Linked DNA regions of Mus musculus: region 2 is linked to region 1. Evidence: chromatin contacts called from public Hi-C data. All regions are on one chromosome and are shown on one strand. Each heading gives the region's core, a stretch centred on a gene start, on an enhancer-like site or on the middle of the called end of the contact. The rest is flanking DNA. Distances are from core to core; before and after follow the strand shown.

What was found. A called contact is a pair of places that touch in the nucleus more often than the background predicts.
Region 2: a Hi-C map of liver shows a contact between it and region 1, with 2.5 times the contacts expected there. The contact joins two enhancer-like sites. A contact is called at or near these places in 5 of 484 Hi-C or Micro-C datasets (liver and nephron progenitors), 2 of 115 datasets of contacts at active chromatin or transcription factors (hepatocytes and liver) and 1 of 9 other capture datasets (embryonic stem cells).

Annotation. Positions count from the first base shown.
Region 1 is chr15:82,636,999-82,641,461 of GRCm38.p6, reverse strand. It overlaps the pseudogene Cyp2d13. Among named protein-coding and RNA genes, the nearest start is that of Cyp2d34, 18 kb to the right of the region's middle. Within about 2 kb of position 2,676, at least 6 of the 459 cell types and tissues checked have an H3K27ac peak or open chromatin away from gene starts, as enhancers often do. A contact at or near this core is called in liver, where this site is marked.
Region 2 is chr15:82,570,835-82,575,297 of GRCm38.p6, reverse strand. No RefSeq gene overlaps it. Among named protein-coding and RNA genes, the nearest start is that of Cyp2d12, 18 kb to the right of the region's middle. Within about 2 kb of position 2,292, at least 2 of the 459 cell types and tissues checked have an H3K27ac peak or open chromatin away from gene starts, as enhancers often do. A contact at or near this core is called in liver, where this site is marked.

The DNA.
Region 1 (4,463 bases), core at 1,427-3,926:
GTGGCTGCCTGAATCTCTTGCTGCTGTGTGCTCTCTGACCCTTCTGCCCATCTCAAGGAACCAGTTTATTCATGTGTGTTGAGATTCTAAGGGACCCCACTACAGTTTTCTGTCACAGTGATAGGAATCATCAGGCTGGGGATGGAGCTCAGTGAGGAGCATTTTCCCAGGATACATGAGGACCAGGGTTCAATATCAAGCAAGATACACACACACACACACACACACACACACACACACACACACACACACACACACACAAATGTGAATACGCACACACATGTGCTCTGTCACTCAAACATATATGTTCACACACATGCATGTGGATGCACACCAACATGCTCACATACATGTGTCCACACTTGCATGTGTGTGCCCACAAACATGCTCACACACATATACACACTGGAACCTGCATATGCATACTCAACACCTTGCCCATGTTTGCAAGTGAGCCTGGTTGCACGCTCTCTGGAGACCTATGTTTTCTGTCCCTCTACTTCAGCTTCAAAACCGCTATGGTGATGTGTTCAGCCTTCAGATGGCCTGGAAGCCCGTGGTTGTGATCAGCGGACTGAAGGCCGTGCGGGAAGTGCTGGTGACCTGTGGAGAGGACACAGCTGACCGCCCTGAAATGCCCATCTTTCAACACCTAGGCTATGGGGAAAAAGCTAAAGGCAAAATGCAGTGTGGGGGCAGAGATGGCATCAGAGCCAATTTGGGGGACACTGAGAAGAAGAAGATTAGGGCATGATGCAGGTGGTATTGAAGTTAAGAAATTCAAAAACAAAGTCCCTGAAATCCATTGTGGAGCCTCCTAAGCATGCTGGAGGGTGGTAGAGATATGTGTTGGGGGATGGGTGAGGTTATGGGGGCCACTGATCCCAGAGGAGAAGAAAAATGAAATGGGGAGAGGACAACACAGACAGGTATCCTTGGTTACACACATATGCACTTTCAGGTGTGGTCTTTGCACCTTACGGGCCTGAATGGCGAGAACTGAGGAGATTCTCTGTGTCAACCCTGCGCAACTTGGGCCTGGGCAAGAAATCGCTGGAGCAGTGGGTGACAGAGGAAGCTGGCCACCTCTGTGATGCCTTCACCGCCCAGGCTGGTGGGTGATGTGTGTGGACTGCAAGTGGGGACAGGGAGACAGCAACAATATCCTGAATTTTACTTGCATCTCCACTCCTAGGGAGTCCCCTCGATCCTTACACACTCCTGAACAAAGCTGTGTGCAATGTGATTGCGTCTCTCATTTATGCCCGTCGCTTTGAGTATGGAGACCCTGACTTCATCAAGATGCTAAAAATATTGAAAGAAAACATGGGAGAGAATACTGGCTTGTTTCCAGAGGTAGGAGACTCAAGGGCAGCCTTCAGATCAACTTCCCTGCTTTCCATCTTCCAAGAGGAGGCTGTAGACAGGAGATTTGGAAAGGAGACCTCTAGAAGTGTCATCCACAGGAATAGGAGCCTGAAGCTTGACAAGCATGCAGCAATGTGAGGGGAGAAGAGGCCCAAGATTAGGCCCTCTAGAATGTGAGAAGCTGGGCCTCTGCTCACAGGGAAGCCACCAAAGCCTATGGGATTTCCACCAAGGTGCTGCTAGAGGCTGAAGGCATGGACTAAGAAGGAGTCAGGTGATGGGTGGGAACACATAGGGCCCGTGTCCATCATGGAAGAGGCTGGTAACTAAGACTGGCCGAGATCAACACTAAGCCTATGTACCCAGGAGCCAGAGAGATGGTTAGTGGGTAAGGAGCTTGCCAGGCAAGCAGGGTGCTTGAGTTTCAATCCTGGATGCCACGCAACTGACTCTCTATGGTTTTCCTGGACCTCAACATCTTTGTTGTGTCAATAGCACTGCTCACATCATTTGCACATGGAAACACATTGAAATAATGACTATTATTACTGAAGTTATTTCTTACTTATTATTGTTATTTTAACTAATTATTTACTCAACTCGTTAAATTAAAGGCAGCAGGAAAACTTACCATATTCTATGGTTGTTACAGGTTCTGAACACATTTCCAATTCTCCTGCACATCCCAGGGTTGGCTGACAAAGTCTTCCCTGGGCAAAAGACATTTCTCACCCTGGTAAATAAGCTGGTGACTGAGCACAAGAGGACCTGGGACCCTGACCAGCCACCTCGTGACCTGACTGATGCCTTTCTGGCTGAAATGGAGAAGGTGAGAGACTCTGCAATCTGGTGTCCATTGCGCTGTGAATAACCCAGTGACACTGAAATGTCACCACCTAAAGTCATCAGGAGAGTGTTATGGGGCCTTCCAGTCTCTCCACTGAGTCTACTGCTTTTCTGTGTCCTAGGCAAAGGGGAACCCTAAGAGTAGCTTCAATGAAGCAAATCTACGTCTGGTTGTCTTTGACCTGTTTGGTGCTGGGATTGTGACCAGTTCAATCACTCTGACCTGGGCCCTGCTGCTCATGATCTTGCATCCAGATGTGCAGCGTGAGACTGATGGGGCTGGGAAGAAAGGAGGAGGAGGGTAGAGGCACAGTTCTTAAGCTTACTTGGGACTCTTGTGGCTCCCAACACTGGTTTAACCCAGACTCCAGCAAGGGTGATGGTCACCTTTCTCCCATGGGCTCAGCCCTTAACAGAGCAGTAGTAGAGGGACAAAGGACACCCCTCTGGTGTTCCTTTTTCTAAGTGGTTGTTGCCTTTCCAGGCCGAGTGCAAGAGGAAATCGACGAGGTCATAGGGCAGGTGCGGTGTCCAGAGATGGCAGACCAGGCCCACATGCCCTACACCAATGCTGTCATTCATGAGGTGCAGCGCTTTGCAGACATTGTCCCAATGAACTTGCCACACAAGACTTCTCATGATATTGGAAGTACAGGGCTTCCTTATCCCTAAGGTAGGCCTGGGACCCTCCAATGTCTAGTCAGGGTTGCTAGCTCTCTAATGTCTGAGCTGTCCACTTAAGATAGGACTGGAATTTAGGCTACCCAGTTCTCCATGCCACAGAACCAGCTTCCCCAGGTAACTATGGGAAGAGAAACAGTAGCAGGAACTGTATACTGGAAAGTCAAGTGGTAACAGCCACTACCTACAAATACAGGTGACAATGTGTATATCTGTCACTTATCACATATTCATGTCATAGTATTAATGACAGCTAAGAAGTCTCTAGGGCTAAGGTTATATGAAAGGATCCAGTCTGTGAGGTAGAGACCATGCATGTGAGCTTGGTGATCAGAGACTAGACAACCCCACCCCAGTCCAACCTCACACCATGTGCCTTCTGCCAGGGGACGACCCTCATCCCCAACCTGTCCTCCGCGCTAAAGGATGAGACTGTCTGGGAGAAGCCCCTCCGCTTCCATCCTGAACACTTCCTGGATGCCCAGGGCCATTTTGTGAAGCCTGAGGCCTTCATGCCATTCTCAGCAGGTGCCTCTGGGGTGCCTGGCTCCCTGTCTCTCCCCGGGGTGCCTTGGAGGGTGGAGCACTGTGGGGCATCAGGCCTGGGGAAATAAAGGGGGTGGGAGAGAACCCGAACTGGACATGGGGGACTGCCTTGCACTCTCTATGCCGCCCGGGTGAGCGTCTGGCTGTGGGAAGCTATGAACCTCAGTTCAAGGGGGGGCAGAGAGGAAGCAGTCCAGGGTCTCTGGGCCTCATGGAGGCCAGAGACGACAGGTTCTCAGTCTCACACATCCCAGATGTCACTGTATGTCGTGTAAGAGCTGAGAACAGGCCCTCAGATGGACTCTGGCCGGGGGCCGGAGGGAGGGTAAGGGGAGAGCCCTGGCAGTTTACTGCAGGGATGAGAGAACCTGACTAGTTCAGGCTGCTAGCTCGGTGGGTGCCTTGGGTTGGCTGGCGGCCATGGCTGGAGTGCAGGAAGGCCTTCCAGTGGGAGGTTAGATGTGGCTCTTTAGAGGAACGCCTACTCTGTTTCCCCAACACAGTGAGTCTCAATGAGCAGAGATTGTCTATGGTTTTAGAGCTTTATTGTAGAAAAACAGGGAGAAAGAGAGAAGGTAGAAAGAAATAGGCCAGCCATAGCCAAGTGGAGAAAAACCGGAAGGGAGGGGCTGAAGGAGAGCTAGAGATAAGATTAAGAGACTGTGGGAGCTTAAGAGAACAAGGAGGGGCCAAGCAGCCCCTTTTATAGTGGGCTGGGCTATCTTGCAGTTGCAGGGCAGTTGTGGTAAGAAGCATACCTGGCTATAGCCAGATACTGTGGGGATGGAGTCTAGCCAGAATACAAGGAGTTTGGGGATGTGACTGGTAGTCACAGGATTATGGAGCTGGGGGCTCCGTGGTGTCAGGCACCTATGTCTGTTTGGGAGAATGGCTCACTGCTCTGTAGAGTTTCTACTGAGTCTCCAGAGTAAGTCTCACCTGACCAGAAAACAGGCTGCCTTTCACAGTCCCACAAAGCACCAATCAAGTCCCAGATTGACTGAGCCCTTTCTGACCCACAG
Region 2 (4,463 bases), core at 1,043-3,542, 66 kb after region 1:
ACTTGATCTTTAACAAAGAAGCCAAAACTATACAATGGGGGCGGGGGAAGAAAGCATATTCAGTAAATGGTGCTGTTCTAACTGGTAGACTGTATGTAGAAAAGTGGGGGAAAAAAGATCCATATTTGTCAACTGACACAAAGCTCAAGGCCCAGTGGATCAAGAACCTCAACATAAGAGAAGTTACACAGAATCTAGTAGAAGAGAACCTGGGAAAGAGCCTCGAACTCATTGGCACAGGTGGAAATTTCCTGTAGTCCCCCACCCCCAGCCTTGAGCAGTCTGGCTCTGACATGCCACTGTGAGCTAGGCCACCTCAGGTGGAGTCTTTAGACCTAGATAGGTCTATTTTTCTGCCACCTCTGCTGTTTCCTCCAAGATGCCACTACCTGCTGAGAGGCTAAACCTGTTCTCCTGACACTATCCTGATGAAACAAGATCCTGGCCTGGTCGGGGATGGGATACCCCCCTATATAAGCTCAGATTCTTAAGTAAACTTTGGGCCTTGATCAGTAGTTTTGTCTTGGTCTTGTTTTTCCTCTCGACATTTTCTCTCATGCAGCCCCAGCCTCCCTTTCAGGAACACAGTTCCCATAGCTGCAGGCAACTACAGGTGGTGCCTTGAACATGCAGCCTGAATATGGAAGCACCGACTGAGGGAACACTGTCTTGGTGGAGCTCCACGAGAAAAGTAAGAAGATGTATCCCTGCATAGTAAGCAACATACAGCATTAATATTAGTGCTACAGATGTCATCCTTTGAAGGCTGGGAGTGAAAAATTCTAAATAGGCATTTGTCCACAGTCAAGAAATGCATCAGGCAAGAGGAGTTGGGCTTAAAATAATAAAATAAAATAAAATAAAATAAAATAAAATAAAATAAAAATAAAATAAATAAAATGAGTAAAAAAATGTTTTTAAAAGGGAGATGCTAGATATACATATGACATGAGAGAGAGAGAGAGATAAAGAGAGAAGTAAAATGGATTTTGGAGCTCTCCCACAGACAGAGGAAAATCGGGGGACATCCTGTTTACTCTCTAGCCCTTATAGGAGATACCATTAGTTCTGGTTACATCAAGTTCTCTACCCTCTCTGTATTGTCTGTGTTTGGTGCACCAATCTGTTCATGTGTCAATTCGTGTCTTTTTGTTGTTGTTGTTGTTTCATTTTCTGAATGACTGTTCTATGTTTCATGTTGAAAAGAAAAAAAAAATGGTTAAAACTTTATCCGCTGACTATCCATCTCTTGATTCAGTCTCAGTTTACACAGTGGAGGCTGATAAAAGGTTGCCCCACATCTTAGCCAGGAGTAACACACAGCAGGATAGCTCCTGCTGAAAAACTGTTTTTAAAAAGGGGTCTGTACTTCTTAGTTCTAAGGCAAATAAGCTGATAGTTGTTTTTTTCTAGAAAATTCTCTGCAATTCTGATTTTTGGGTTCAGCAAATGACAAAGTGCTTTTTATCTTGAAATTATAGCTAGAAAGTAAAATTCTTTGATTCATCAAAATGTATAAGATTTGTGTAGCCACTTCATTTGGTTTCTGACTGGTCTTAAAAGTATAAATATGCTCTGCCTGTCTTAGTCATAAAGAATTAGCTTATAAGTTATGTGGTATGATTGAAAAGGTGTAACATTAGTAACAAGAAAGTTAGCATAAAACTGGTAATTCAGGGCTGGAGTCATTTTAAAACAACAGCACGTGGCATGAACCAGCCCAGGAAACTAGGCCTCTAGAGATACTTCTAAATTGAGATAATATTTTATGTGATTCTTATCCTAGAAACTAGACTTATAAGAGATAAGATTTAGGGGCTGGTGAGATGGCTCAGTGGGTAAGAGCACCCGACTGCTCTTCCGAAGGTCCAGAGTTCAAATCCCAGCAACCACATGGTGGCTCACAACCATCCGTAACAAGATCTGACTCCCTCTTCTGGTGTGTCTGAAGACAGCTACAGTGTACTTACATAAAATAATAAATAAATCTTAAAAAAATTTAAAAAAAAAAAGAGATAAGATTTAAAACAATGTCTCTTTAATAAAGCATTAAAGTTTGCACTGTCATGCATTCATATATACGAATTGGCAGCCAAACTTGGTAACATGAAAGTGATGTTTCTGATATTGATTTTTAAGAAAATAAATTGTTTAAAATTGGGTTTTGCTTTCCAAAAGTTATGGATTGCAAAAGAAACTTAGAAATTCTGCAATCTGTCCTCACTGCAAGAGGAATAATCTTTGGACCAGGACTCAAGCAGAGATTAATCAATGCTCAGATTAAGAAATATTTACATTTGAGTTAATGAAAAGCTCAGAGGAGCCTCAGAGAGGCTTATGTGGCTTTTCTTTTGTTTTGCAAACCCTGCCTAGGGAAGTTCTTGGGACCTTGCCTCTTCTTGCTTCTGGGGAATAATTTTTTTTAAAGCTAAAACATTATTACAGATCTATCCAGGTGTTGTTCAAAATAAAGTTTAAATTTTAGATTTATGAAAGGTCAATGAGGCTGTAGAACTTACAGAGGCATTACAATCTGGCTTGCCTACTCCATATAGAATTATTATAGATTTGGAAGGTTGTTTTTTCCTTTGCATTGTAAAGCTCTTTCCAGTGAGCTTGTGATCATTGGAAAGTTTTGCCTCTAGGTATGGCTAATAGCCTTATGTTATATAAATAATAATAATAATAATAATTTTTTCTAGTTTTGCTTCAATACAAGAAGCTAAGACTTTGAATCTTTCAATGTATATTGCTTCTTAAGTGGACAGTAATTTATTAGCAAATGAAGGGAAGTTTACTTCAAATCTTTGCTCTCACACAATGAGCTTTAAAGTTTTGGGGAGTAGCTGTTGCTCCAGAAAAGATTCAGAGGCAATATCATTTAAACATTTAGGGTCTTAGTTATCCTAGAAAAATTGTGTACAGAAAATTTAAGAAAGAAAAGATGATTTGTTTACTTCAAATTATTTTCAAAAGCTTCCAGGAGATGTTAATTGGCTAAGACCTCACCTTAAGGTCTTAAGGTGACTCAAGCCTTTGTTGGATGTTATCAAGGGAGATGCAAATTAACTGGTGAGAAACAAAAGGCTTTGCAGAAAGTAGAGAAAGCTTTTATAATTAATTGTTATCAATTGTAATCAATGGTAATCAAATATTAGCTGCTTATTTTAGTTATTGTTACTTAATGTGCCCACAGCAATTCTTTGGCAAAACAGAACATTAATGTAAAATTATCTTTCTTCATCTCCAAGTAAAGTTTCAACATCCTATTATAACACTGCTATGGTGCTAATAAATAATTGTAAGATAAAATCATGAAGGTATTTAAAAAAAAAAACAACAACAGCAAAAAATGTGTCTTAAAAAAAAAGTGTCTTAAAAACCTGATGAAGTGTCTGTTCATTGTTCCAAACAGCAATTAAATTGGTTATTTCAGAATTTTGATATTTGGCCTATTGCATAGCAATTTTTTTTTAGATAAAATTGATAATCATTACCCAAAAGATAAGTTGTTAAAGATTGCTTCTATGCATGCTTTTGCGTTTTCTATAAATTTATGCATTCATGCTTCCCATAAAGAACACATCTACTGTATTTAAAAACAGCCCTTCTATGGGAGAAAAGTATATGAGATTGGATCACATGTTTATTCTGTTGAGTTTCCTCCTGCTTCAGCACAGATAATTAAATTGTGTGCTATAGTCAGTGTTTTAAAATGTTGAAAAATCAAGCTTTAATTTGTATACTAATAGTTTATATATATGTATATATACATATACATACATACATATATACAGACATACATACATACATACATACATACATACATACATACATACATACAACTCAGGGCTTACAATTGCTTGAAATGTTCATTTTTTAGATACTATGAATTCTCAAATTTGCAATTGTTTATGCATATACAACTCAAGTTAAGAAAAAAACTGTTCCTTTAAAGGACTGTCTTTCTCATTCTAGATTGCCTGGACAAGACCTTTTATGGTGATGCCATGCTTAATTTTTATATCCCAGGCAGATTATAGGCCTTACACAAGAATAATTGGCCATATAATCTCATTATTTACATCATGAAAATAGTAATGGCTTGAGATAATAATTTGGTATTTTTAGAGAACGTGCATGTCAAATTGTAAAGACTTGTTCTCAGTGTGCTCAGTTTCTACCTGTTCCACATAATGGTGTTAATTCTTGAGGACTTATACTTAATCAATTATTGTAAATGGATACTCATATTTCTGATTTTAAAAAATAAAATATGCACATGTGACTGTTGATACCTTTTCGACCTTTCTAGTTGCAACTGCTCTAACAAGAGAAGCAACTAAAAGTGTAATTAGTCATTGCCTATGTTAATTTTTTATGCTTGGCGTTCCAAATCAGATTAAAACAGATATTGGAACTGGCTAGTACAGTCAAGTATTTGAAATGTTTTTTCAACAATT